Regions from separate parts of the Mus musculus genome. Here regions 1 and 2 are each linked to region 3. The links are chromatin contacts, called in public Hi-C maps. All regions are on one chromosome and are shown on one strand. The core of a region is the stretch at or near the end of the contact, and the rest is flanking DNA. Distances in the headings are between cores, read along the strand shown.

The links. A called contact is a pair of places that touch in the nucleus more often than the background predicts.
Region 1: a contact with region 3 is called in a Hi-C map of uterus. The contact joins two enhancer-like sites. A contact is called at or near these places in 2 of 39 promoter capture datasets (embryonic stem cells and stem cell-derived epiblast-like cells), 6 of 484 Hi-C or Micro-C datasets (nephron progenitors, neural progenitor cells and uterus), 1 of 115 datasets of contacts at active chromatin or transcription factors (craniofacial prominence) and 3 of 9 other capture datasets (embryonic stem cells, embryonic tail and embryonic trunk).
Region 2: a Hi-C map of uterus shows a contact between it and region 3, with 7 times the contacts expected there. The contact joins two enhancer-like sites. A contact is called at or near these places in 1 of 39 promoter capture datasets (embryonic stem cells) and 5 of 484 Hi-C or Micro-C datasets (nephron progenitors and uterus).

What each region holds. Positions count from the first base shown.
Region 1 is chr11:19,759,139-19,763,447 of GRCm38.p6, forward strand. No RefSeq gene overlaps it. Among named protein-coding and RNA genes, the nearest start is that of Gm39602, 19 kb to the left of the region's middle. Within about 2 kb of position 2,138, at least 34 of the 459 cell types and tissues checked have an H3K27ac peak or open chromatin away from gene starts, as enhancers often do. A contact at or near this core is called in uterus, where this site is marked.
Region 2 is chr11:19,734,637-19,738,549 of GRCm38.p6, forward strand. All of the region lies in intron 1 of Gm39602 (a long non-coding RNA gene), which reads right to left. Among named protein-coding and RNA genes, the nearest start is that of Gm39602, 6.1 kb to the right of the region's middle. Within about 2 kb of position 2,440, at least 35 of the 459 cell types and tissues checked have an H3K27ac peak or open chromatin away from gene starts, as enhancers often do. A contact at or near this core is called in uterus, where this site is marked.
Region 3 is chr11:19,349,532-19,353,573 of GRCm38.p6, forward strand. It overlaps the pseudogene Gm12026. Among named protein-coding and RNA genes, the nearest start is that of Gm39601, 270 kb to the right of the region's middle. Within about 2 kb of position 1,395, at least 16 of the 459 cell types and tissues checked have an H3K27ac peak or open chromatin away from gene starts, as enhancers often do. A contact at or near this core is called in uterus, where this site is marked.

The DNA of each region.
Region 1 (4,309 bases), core at 888-3,387, 410 kb after region 3:
CCACCTCCTGACTTCTCATTCAAGTTCTTATCCAGTGAGTAAATCTGGTGATAGAAGGCAGCCAGATTAAAACTACATGAAAACCTCCTCAAATGAGAGCTGAGGCCGGCGCTTTCATGTGGTTAGGCACTTAGCTCCACACCCACCCCTGGGGTATTTGATATAACACTGTTGGACCTTCTCCAGCTTGTAAGGCGGCAATGAGGGCTCCTTCCATCACTGAGCTGGGGAACAATGCCCTGCTGTTGGGTGGGTGAAAACAAGACAAAGATGCGGGTGGCTTCGCTGACCTCTGTAAGGCTTGGAGGTGAGTGCCTGTGATGTGCTGGGCTAGGACAGGAAGGACCACACTTAGCAACATCCCACTTCCCAAGAAGGAGAAATTGATGCAGACAAGTCACCTCAGGCACAGCCCACTAAGCTTATGTGCAATGCAAATAGGGGTGGGTAATAGGCCAATAATGGTAGTTCCTATAAAGACTTCGTCTTGAATAATTCTACTTTAAAATTACTGGTTGTAAGCTGGGTAGTGGTGACACACACCTAATAATTCCAGCATTCGGGAGATGGAGGCAGACTGATCTCTGTGAGTTCGAGGCCAGCTTGGTCTACAGAGTTCTGGGACAGCCAGGGCTACACAGTGAAACCCTGCCTTGAATAACCAAGAAAAAGTTACTCATCTTAAAATGGTCCAAACTCTGAGCTCTGCTTCAGTATGCGGAAGCATGCCTTGTTCTGTTTTGTTTTCCGAGACAGGGTTTCTCTGCGTATCCTGGAACTCCCTTTGTAGACAACACTACCTCCCTCTGTGTCCTCACAGAGTCCCACTATGTCTGACTGGTATTTTCCTCTTATAAAGACACCATTCCCTTTGGACCCAAGGCCATCCTAATGACCTGTCCCGTACTGGCTAGTTTTATGTCACCTTGACACAAGCTAGAGTCATTTGAGAAGAAAGACTCCAACTGAGAAAATGCTTCCATAAGATTGGCCTGTAGGCAAATCTGTAGGGTGTTTTCTTTATTAGTGACTGATGAGAATGGGCCCGGTCTATTGTGGGTGGTGCCTCCCCTGGCTGGTGATCCTGGGTGCCATAAGAAAACAAGCTGATCAAGCCATGGAGAGCAAGCACATTCTGAGGTACAGGGGGAGATGTTAAGACTTTAACACATGAACTGGGGGCCCAGAACTCAGCCCTTCTTTAAGGATAGCTAGATACTACATGTTTTGAGGTGTGGCTCTCCAGAGAATGCTGATAAATAAACACACTTAAAACTAACTATACAAATAACGAAGCACCTCTGCCCCGATGGTCACAGGAGTGACTATAAAACCTAGGCATGGTTATATACTCTTCCCAGAAACGATGGGGATCTGTGGATTATAATCTAGGATTCACATAAAGAATACTGCACGCAGCATTAGGGTAATTTTCCTCAAAGGAACAGCTTCGCTTTAATTCTGTACGTTTTAAGATATCCAGAATCACTTTCCCTAAGCAATTATGATTTCACAAAACGCTGTCAGGGCATTTGCAGAGTTTTACTGCCCAGATAGAACCCGATGCCTGGAGCTTTGGGGAGTGATTTATTATTTGCTCTGGTGGAAGGTTGCTAAGTAAGATTTATTCAGTAAGAACAGCCATCTGAACGGTACGTAAGATATGTGTTTGGCTGTGAGGGAGACTTCTTTTTCTCCTTTCTTCAAGTGGGCTTACTCTCTATACTCAGAAATATGCACATTTGCATCCCCACTTTGGTGACATTAGGGGCACTGCTAGGCATTTTGACAAATCAGTTCCTTTCCACTGTTCCCATTTGAACTTTAGCTCTCAGAAACGTTTAACAAACTGTCATACTAAAAACAGCCAAGAGCAGTGCCGAAGACCGTTGATGAAATCTCTTGGGTATCCATCCGCTTTCCATGTTTCATTCTGAATATTTCTTCATTGCATTTTCTGAGGGCTACGGACGTCCTGGGAAGCAAAGCAGCCAATGCTTTCACTCATACCATCTCAGAGAACTCCGATTCTTAAGAAAAAGAAAACAGCGATAATGCCAACTTTGTTTCTCAGAGCTGTAAAAAGTAACAGGCGCCATTGTTGGCCTACTTGCGCCCCCTAGTGTCTATAACGTACTGTTGCTTTTTGCAAAGGGGATGCTGAAGAATTGGAACCAAAGGAAGCTGCTATCCCTATTTTCCTCTACTTAAGATACAATAACCTCCTTCACGCCAAGGTGGCCGGCACTTTGTAGCTCGCCTTCTCCCCAGAAGGTCTGCATTTCATCGAGAGCACTGAGGCAGAGGCAACGCTGCTTGATGGCAAAAATTCAGGCAGAAGAAAGCAGTTTCCTTTGCACTCAGGCTGGGGTTTGGAGTGGGTACAGTGGAACTTTTAAAGAGTCATCAACACCTCTAATCCCTGCCCTTCTACCAGCAGACAGAGGGGGGAAACAACACATCTCTTGCTTCTGCTTCTACACTAGGCCATCCCCATCCCTGTGCCTGGCTGAAATTTCAGCTCTGGGTGGCCATGTCCAGCAGGGTACCTCACCAAGAGCACAGCAACCGGGTGGAAACACATGGGAATGTTCTGGGCGGAGTCCAACAACCCTCCCAAGGCTCCCTGTGTAGGTCAGGGAGTTCTGAGGGCAGACTGCCATTCTCCAAGACAGCATTAGACTGAAGCAGGCAGCACGGAGCAGAGCAGAGTGGTGAGAGGGAGGCTGGACAGGGCTAGGTAGGAGAGGTTTCTGAGCTCTGGCCTCAGCTCCTTACTTAACTTCTCCCAGGTATTTGGAATTGGCTTCTTCCCCAATTAGAAGAAACGGTGGACACCATACAGCCAGTGCCCCAGTGCAGTCCAGACAGAACCTTGAAGAAAATAGGAGGGATGTGCACACCACAGGGAAGCTGCAGGCTCACCGCCACCAATTCACACCCGCTCTCAGTCCATAACCCCAGGGGAGATCGTAGCAAGTGGCAGAGAGTCCAAGGTTGGATTCAGTGTTGTTTCAAATGTGTATAGTGGGACAACTCGAATAGAACCTGAATAGGCTCTGGCGGGCCTGAGTTTGAATCTCAATTCTGCCTGATTATCTCTATAACCTTCAGCAAGTTTTCTGTCCTTTAACTGCCTGCTCAGAGGTTAGATCCTCCAAACAGGCCCCTCAGAGGACCCCGCAGAAAGGGGCATGTTCCTTCCTTATGTGTCTTGAACTTCATAATCCCTTACAGTTTTTGTTCAGAACACATATAAACACCTCTCATAATTTTATAGTCTGGTTACGAAGTAAGATGTTTGATTTCCTCCCTGTTCAGTGAGGGCGGGGACCACAGCACAGCTCTCCTCCCTCACCCCCACCCACCCCCATCCCTGCCAGCTTATCTCAGGGAGGGACATGCAGAATACACACAATAAAAAGTTTAAGAGATTAATTCATTGGACTAAGCTTTTGCCATTTTATTTTAACACATTAACATACCACTTCCCTCCTAGGTGTGTTGTTGTAAAGGCTAAAGAGGTATAGGTATAGATAATATAGATACTGATGGTGTATATATAGGAATAGGTAGAGCGGTTGTAAATGACATGATAGAGATGATATATAGATATATAGATTACCTTGATATAAGTATATATAAAGATCATATGCATATAAATAAGTATTCTTCCCTATTTTTGCACAATGTAGGTGGCCTAAACAGGATGGTTCCTTTGCCACCATTAGAGACTCATCATAGCAGGCCCCACTGGCCACTGAGGGGTGAACTATCAGACTGGCAAACCAGAGGCCTGAACAATCCACAGATTCCACCACAGGCCCCTGAATAATCAAAACTAGTTGGCACCTTACGATTAATCGCCTTTTCTCTCTAGATGTCCCTTGATGGCAGGAAAAGTTACCTCCAGCTTCCCGCTCCTTCCTGTCCCAGATAGAGAGCAGCCAGAGGGACTGTAAATTCATCCCTAACGTTTCCAGTTGTTTGAGTTATGTTCTACCAGAACTAAGAAGGTGACTTTAAAAACAGGAGGGAGAAATAAAGGTTGCACTTCCCAGAGCAGAGAACAGGTGTAAAATGAAGCTGAACTTTAATACGAGCCCGCCCTGGAGGAGAAAGCACTAAGAATATTTTTATAGAAATCTTGCATTATGGGTAATTCTTTTAAATCCAAGCTTCAACTTGCATGACACTGAGACATAAGTCTACCACTTAATGACATTTATAACTCTGTAACAATACGTTTTGTATAAATTACTGCCGAGGCTTACCGTTTCTGATTATGATATATAGAATTAAGTGGTGT
Region 2 (3,913 bases), core at 1,190-3,689, 390 kb after region 3:
GCCAATTTAGACTCTCCTGCCTTTCTCCCCCACGCCACGCCCAGTCACAGGACAGTCCATGGAAGTAAGGGAGTCCCCTGCCTTTGCCCCACACCCAAGCCCAGTCACAGGACAGTCAGTGGAAGTGCGGGAGTCCCCTGCTGTCTACCCCAGCTCAGTGCTGCAGGCCTCAGAAAGAAAAGACAAAGTGTAATTTGAAATCAAATCTGAAGTTTTCATTATTTATCTGGAACTGCATATTTCATATTCATACTCTCAACCCTGGCTGCCCATTAGGATCACCTGGGGAGCTTTTAAAATTACTGATGTCTAGGCATTGTCCCCAAAGATTCTTATTTCATTGGTCTAGGGGGCAGCCTGGGCATCAATATTTTTTAAGGCTGCCCAGGAGATTTTGAAGGGCATCCTGGGCTAAGAACCATGGTAGTAATGTTGAATTAAGAACATTTTTGCAAACAGAAGATCATGGAGTGGCTAACAACGTGACAGAACTCTTCATCTCACCCAGGGGATGAAGAAAGGTGGCACAGCTCCCACACAATCAGGAGGAGCAGAAGATGCTATTTACCATGGCGCTCTGCAGGAGTCCTCACACTCCAGCAAACCCCGCATTTTTGGAGGAGATCAGGGGGGAGGGGGAGGACGCTGCAAAGATGGCTCAGTGGTTAAAAGCACACACTGCTCTTGCAGAAGACATGAGTTCAGTTCCCAGTGTTGATATTCTGTCTGGACTCCACCCCCAGTTTCCTGGCAGCAGCGAGGTAGGCCTGGCCCACTATAAAAGGGGCTGCTTGTTCTCTTACTCTCTCTTACTCCTGCTCCTCTCCCTTGCCTCTTGCCCCTTGTTCCCCATTCCACACACACACACCCCACACACATGGTCATGGCCTCTATTTCTCTACTCTCTCTTTCTGTCTCTACTACTCTCTTAATTCCCCTCCCCATGCCCTGAATAAACTCTATTCTATACTATACCATCATGTGGCTGCTCCCTCAGGGGGAAGAGATGCCTTGACATGGGCCCACCGAGGGACCCCCTTCCCCCATACCTCAGCACACTCCCATAGAACATTTTAGAGTTCTTTATCGTTTTATAACTATAACACCCAGCACCCATGTAGGATGACTCACAACCACCAGTAATCTAGCTCTAGGGGATCCAATGCCTTCTCCTAGCCTCCTCAAGTACCTACAGACACACACACACACACACACACACACACCACACCACACACAAACACTTTTTTTAATAAAATAAATCTTTAAAAAGTTGAGAATCCTCCTCCGGACAAGGCAGGTCTTTGTGTTGCCCTGTACCTGCCTCTAAAGGAACTCAAGCCTCCAGCTCAGGGACACTGACCCAGTTAGTTAAGTGAGAGTGCCCCACCCACACCCTCACTCCCACCCCTATCACGCTTTTCCACGATCTCCTAACTAGACTCTGATAGAGCAGACTTCCCAGTTACACATCACCACCATGCCTACTGGCCTGAGTCACTTACTCAGTAGCCATACTCCCTTAATAAAGGCAGGACGCAGTAACAAGAAAGCAACAGCCAGTGTATTTGTCAGCTGACATCCACACGTAGCCTCACTCTGTCAACACAGGCACTGTCTACACGGGTGCCTACAACTCCAAGCCCTTCAACATATCTGACTCCTCGAGCCCACGCTTATGGTGTAATTCTATCAAACAGACAGGGACTGGTTGCCAAATACATCCAGGGCCAAGAGATCGCCCTTCACTGTTAGAGGCTCCTACAGCGTGACCAGGAGAACAGCCTCTCCATAACCTAAAAAGGAAAGCAACTCACCCTAAGTCCATGCTTGTATCAAGAGCAGCCTTCTTCAGCATCAACTGCTGTCTTTCATTTGACTCAAAAATATTTTTTAACTAGCAATAAAATGTATTCCACTGTGATCCCATGCTGAGAGAGAAGTCTATACTTGGTGGGAAAGGCCCTCTGTCCCAGCATATTCTTCCAGACTATTACAGAACAGGGAAAACTATATCTGAGAGTTGAGTCCAACCAGAGGCGAAGTCCCAGTCTCTGATTTCATTTAAAAAAAAAAAAAAAGTTCACTGCTGCTCCCCTCCCCCACACTGTGAAAACTACCACCTTCCAGAGATCAATAAAAAAGGTCCCACACAGTTGCAAAAGACAAGGTTTTCTCCCTTTATAAGCACACTTGAAAGATGGGGGGAGGTCTTGAGGGTGAAAGTGATCTAAGGACACTGTGTATATAAAGTTCCTCTAGAACTTGGTTATTTCATTTTTTCTTGGAATAGCACACACTGTGCCTTCTACCCTGAGTAGCTCAAACAGCACCCAGTGTCAAGGCCGAGCCTTTGGTTTTAATCAGGGACTAAAGCCTAGAACGTTAGACAAAGAGAGCAGTTGCTGGTTACAGTACCGAGGGGACCATTAAAGGTGATTTCTCAGTTCGCTGAGCTCACCCTCAGAAACAGCCACATGCTTTGCTGAGAAGCATCCGCAGGACACGGTGCACCTCCCAGCTATTTATTTAACTTTATGTGGCTGTCATAAAACTTTTTTATTTGCTTTCAGTTAGACCATAGGTTTTGACAAGATAAATTTTTATTTAGGTCTTTGCCCAGCTACAATCAGAAACAGGAGACTCACCCTCCAAGGCTGATAGATGGATTAATCAAAGCAATTCCCCGCCCCACGTTCCTTCCAGCAACCACAGGGATCAACACACAGAGTTTTTCCTTAATTAAAGAAACTCAGCAACAAGGTGATTTACCGATGATGGATCTTGCAGGCCCTTTCATTGTGTGGTCACTGTTGGCCACTGTTTGAAATTTACCAACATAAATAAAACCTCTCCATGACTAAACAAAGTTAAAGTAGCAATAAATTGAGGCTGCCATGTCCTCTGAGCTAGATCTGAGGCCAACATAAATACCAGAATGCCTTGGCTGTGACATGCTTGACACAATGACATCATGCACTCCCAGAAGGAACAGCCTCGCCCAAGCCAAAGCCTCAAACCGAACACAATTCCCCTAAATGAATCAAATTGCAATGGTCTAGACTCGCCCGTTCTAAGGACTCCACTCTGCCTTCCTCGCCCTTTTCTGTCGAGCAATCGCATTAAAAATAATCTATACGCTGATCTAAATTTTACTTTTTCTGCACGATTAAATTTTGGCAGGAGTAAATCTCTGCAATTCACACTTCCTGGGAATGTTTGGAAAGTCACTAAAAACTCAGGATTTATCAGCTTAAGGTCCAGCCACTGCCGTGCGACCCTGTGGTCTATCTGCTACTACCTTTAGTGGTGGCCCAGGGCAGTGCTTGCCACAAGACCAACACTCTTCACTTAAAAGTAACTGGGCACCAGCTTCCCTCCCCCAGGCCTTGCTTTGTCCGCATCTAGCAACATGCTGTAATGGAATGCCTCTATGCATCAAGAAAGCCAGCCTACACTGGGGCCCGTCAGCCCTCACACCACTACTCAGAGGAGAGAGGGGAGAAACGTTGAAAATGCACTTGGAGGATGGCAAATTAAAAATGGAGAAAGTCTAATAACTAATTGGTGAAATCATAAAAGCTGCCGTAAAAGACATTTTCCTTAAACTACTTTACACAAGGCTATATAATTTTATGTCACTTTTTATTTATGTTGCTGTAATGAAAGCTGTTCTGGGAGATGAAGGGCTTCTGAAGAGAGAAATTGAACTACTTCTGAGAGGAGGAAAAAGCCTGCAGACCTAGGGCTTGGGACAGATTCCTTCAGAAAGACAGGAGGGCTGGGAGGGCTATCTGTTCACTCCTAAACACCTCTGAGTCAGTATTTTGCCATAAGGGGCCAGTGAAATGGCTTAGCAGGTAAAAGGACTTGCCACCAAGTCTGATGACTTGAGTTTGACCCCTGGGACCCACAT
Region 3 (4,042 bases), core at 145-2,644:
AGGACATTCTTGGAAAGGCAAGCCTGCATTCAGATTCAATGGCAGCCTATGATATAAGGATCTCTCCATAACAGCCTCTTGCTTTCCCTGATTTTCCCTCCCTTTCTTCCCTCTCACTCCATAAGATCACATCTCCAAATAGGGTAATAGCAGGAAACGCTTCACTTTAATTTTCTAAGGGAACCTAGGCTATGGAAGAACCAAATGAAGGAAAGAAAGAGTCACTCTATGGCCTGCTCAATAACCTCGAGGTTTTGAGCCATTGACCTGAGCACTTAGACTATGTGTTCATAGCTTTACACAGTCATATCGCCTTCCTTTCACAGCCCTTCCAGTCAGGCCTCCAGACTACTGCATCCAAATCTTTACATTCACAGAGGCTCCCTCTGATGTAGTGTTTCCATGGTTTACTCTCCTGAAGAAAACTGGTTAGCTGAAGCCCTCGATCCCCCACCATGCTGGTATTTCATTCACAGTGTCCCCCAAAGAAGCTGAGGTACAACACAAAGGGCAAGCCAGGCACCTGCTAGGTGATGGTCAACTCCTGAGAGACCACGCCCAGTCTGCCGCCTCCCTTCCAGGACTCCTTTGATTCTATTCTCTGCGTTACAGACATTATACCTTCAGTCAAGCACTGCACCAGGTTCAGAAACAAAAACCATGTTACAGAAGGCAACTGTGAGACCTGGACTCTGTATCACTTGGGAGTGCTGGGAGAGTTTTAGTTTGTCTTTGTTTGTTTTCTTGCTCTGTCTTGTTTTGAGTTTGTTTTAAGTTTGGCTGCTTTTATGTCCATCTCCCACCCCCCACAAAAAATTCTTTAGTAACCCATTATGGGTTAGTGAATTCCCAAACCGTTCAAAAATACTTTAAAGTTCTTTTGGGACATAGCCAGATACTTAATATTGTATTACATTTTATAGTTGTCACTTAATCAAGCTATTTAATATTATAGTACATTTTAAAACTGTCACTTAATCACATTTTCTTGACCCTTTTATGGGAATTAAAGATCACTGTAGATAAAAAATGGCAGGCTTTAGTTTAAATAGATTCAGTATGTCCAGCTTGACAGTTACTTCTGAGACATTAAAAGAATTTTCTGTGATTAATGTGACCCACACACGTTAAATGGTGTAATGTTCCCTTTCTCCAGCCATTAGCGGAAGCAGCATCAGACAGAAGGAGCCGGAATGTGGCCGACTAGATGGAAAGGCTTGCGATGGGGGTGTGCATAGAAGGAAAGGCTACAGATAATATAGAGCCAGCCCAGCTAAGATAAAAGGGAGATTTCCCCTGACTTAATATTTGCTTTCTCTGGGCATCTGAAGAGTAAAGTCAAAGAAACAGAGAGGTTAGACCTTGGTAATGGAGTAGGTGCCGGTCTAGCAGCATCATATTCTACGGGGACCACTCTGCGCCAGGGGAGGGGCTGCATCTCTGGCAAGCAAGTGCAGTTATTTGGTGCTTATTATAAATGATTGATGAGCATTGCTTCTAAATTTAGAAAAGCTCTCTAAATGGACATTTACTCACAGGGGGGAAAAAAGCTTCCCTGAAAGGTTGATCCCTGGAAGGGCTTTGTTTATGGTGCGGCGATAGCTCTGTGCAATTAATCCAGAATGCGTCACTGAAAGATTTTATATTCTTAAGTGTTCACTCGTGTAATTAAAGTAAATTATGTCCTTCTCCAAACATGTTTCAAAGAATCATTCTGGCTTTAAAAAATCTTGGTCCCTAAATCCTACTTGTTTGTTTAATTAATCTGAAAATAACTGCTCCTTCCGTCTCCTAATCACGGATCAGATCGGCTCCGTGTTAGCAGCTGTGAATGAAAGCCGGTCCCAGTGTGTTTCTCTTGATTGTTTAATAAGAGTTGAATAATACCCTATTTAATCCATCAAGTAGGACATTACAATAACATTGATCTTTTGTTTGACAGCAAATTTGTTTGATAACAGAATAGGATATAATGTAACCAAATCAGTGTCAGAAATGCATTTTAGAGAATCCAATTAAAAACATTCACACACATGCCAGGCACCGAGCAGTGGGCATAGAAACCAGGAATAGCAAGACACTCTTAGGACAAAGGCAGGGAAGGGAAAGCCTAGCCTTGCCAAGCACACCAACCTTAGCCCAAAAATTCAAGGACTTCACAAACAGACTCCATGCGTTCAGAATGTTGCCATTTAGGCTGCTGAGGTCAACCTTTCCTTAGGTCAGCATGGAGGGCCCAGTGACCCCCAGATGGAAGTCCATTGTGTTCTCCTTTTGTTGGTTCAAATGCTGTATTTCTTAAGGTCAGTGGTGCCAGATCCTGCTGTCACTTAGCCCCTCCACTCTTTCCCTCCAGCTATTGCATAGCAAGAAGATGCCATTGTTCATATCCCTGCATCCTTGTCCTCGTCCCAACCTGTAGATGTGACCCTTTCTTTTCAGCATCTCTGGGGAGGAATAGGAACTAGTTCAGAGGGTTTTATAAGACCTGGTTTTTATGGACTTTGTGGAAGAGGGCAAGTGTCAGGCCTGGTGTATATTTGTACAAGTAGGATCGCGCCCCACCAGTACCCTTTCCTTTCCTTCAGCGGCTCTAACAAAGTAAGAGAGTGTTGCAAACAGAGGGAAAGAACAGTCACAAGCCAAAAAAAATCCTCACAATTCTCTGTTTTGAGTGCTATACCTTGTCCCAGAAGCTGATTTGGCCATGTTTCATAAGCCCCTCCCCTTTCTTTTTCACACACACACACACACACACACACACACACACACACACACACACTCACAAATCTTGGGGGAAGAATAGCTGAGATCAACCAGTTATATGCAAAGCAGGGTAATTGCTTAAATAAATTGATCTTTCTTTGTTCAAAATGATGGATGCACCAGTGTTGCTGTGTTCAGCTTGCTCTCTCAGAGAGAAGGAAGCAGTACAGAGACCCAGGACCAGCTCAGAGTACTGCAGACACTCTCTTTCGGTCATGCTGCTGGTGGAAGTGTTGCTGCTGTCTTTGGATACAGACAGAAGGAAAACCAAAACCTCAGGGAAGTCAGCTCAATCTTCTGTTGGAAACTAGAAACCCAGGAAGGAAAACACTCGACATTATCAAATGTCTCCAATCAACTCAAAGGCTGCCTGTGCCAAAGGGTCTATGCCAATCTAGAGTACAAGAGAAATGTAATCATTGTTACACTATTTGGAACTATTTGTATTGGTCATGGTAGTGCAGAGAGAGTCTCTGTGAGTTCAAAGCCAGCCTAGTCTACATAGTAAGTATCAAACCTGCCAGGGCTGCATAGTGAGATCCTGACTTTAAAAAAAAAAAAGAAAGAAAAAAGTATATATATATATATATATATATATATATATATATATATATATATATTTGTGTGTGTGTGTGTGTGTGTGTGTGTGAGTTTAAAGCCCTCTTCAGGGAAGGGAAGCATGGTTGTCTTGGCACTCATACACATCTCCATCGCTACAACCTCTCTGGCAAGGTACCACAGGCCTCCTGGGTCAGTGATGGAGATGTTTTTGTCTCCACCCTCTGCTAGTGCTTACCTGTCAATCGCGCTCAACTTCCATTATCCTGCTTCCATCCCTGGCTTCCCACTTGCTGTCTTCTTTATTATCCTTCTGTTCTCTGGTTAATCTCCTTCTTTAATGAACTCCTTTCTAGTTTCTTACCAAATCTTCCATCAGATTCTTTTGTGACTTACTCCCCCCCCCCCCCATCTGATAGGTCTTTTCTTTAAAACTCTTGAAAATTATTAATACCTCTGTCTTTTCTGGCAGGGTACCACAGGCCTTAAAACATTCTATTACATTTCTGACCTGAAACAGCTTTTTTTTTGACCCAGAAGGATTGGCAAATTACAGACCCCAAGCCAAACTTCTATGGAGATATGAGAGCAAGAGGTAGGCTTTCAAGTGCTTAACCATGGAGCCGTAATCTTTATGACAAATAGCCTTTTGCTTTGCAGTTATGGCTAGTTTACTATATGTATGGCTAAGTGAGGGTCCCTTAAAGCTGGTCAGGGA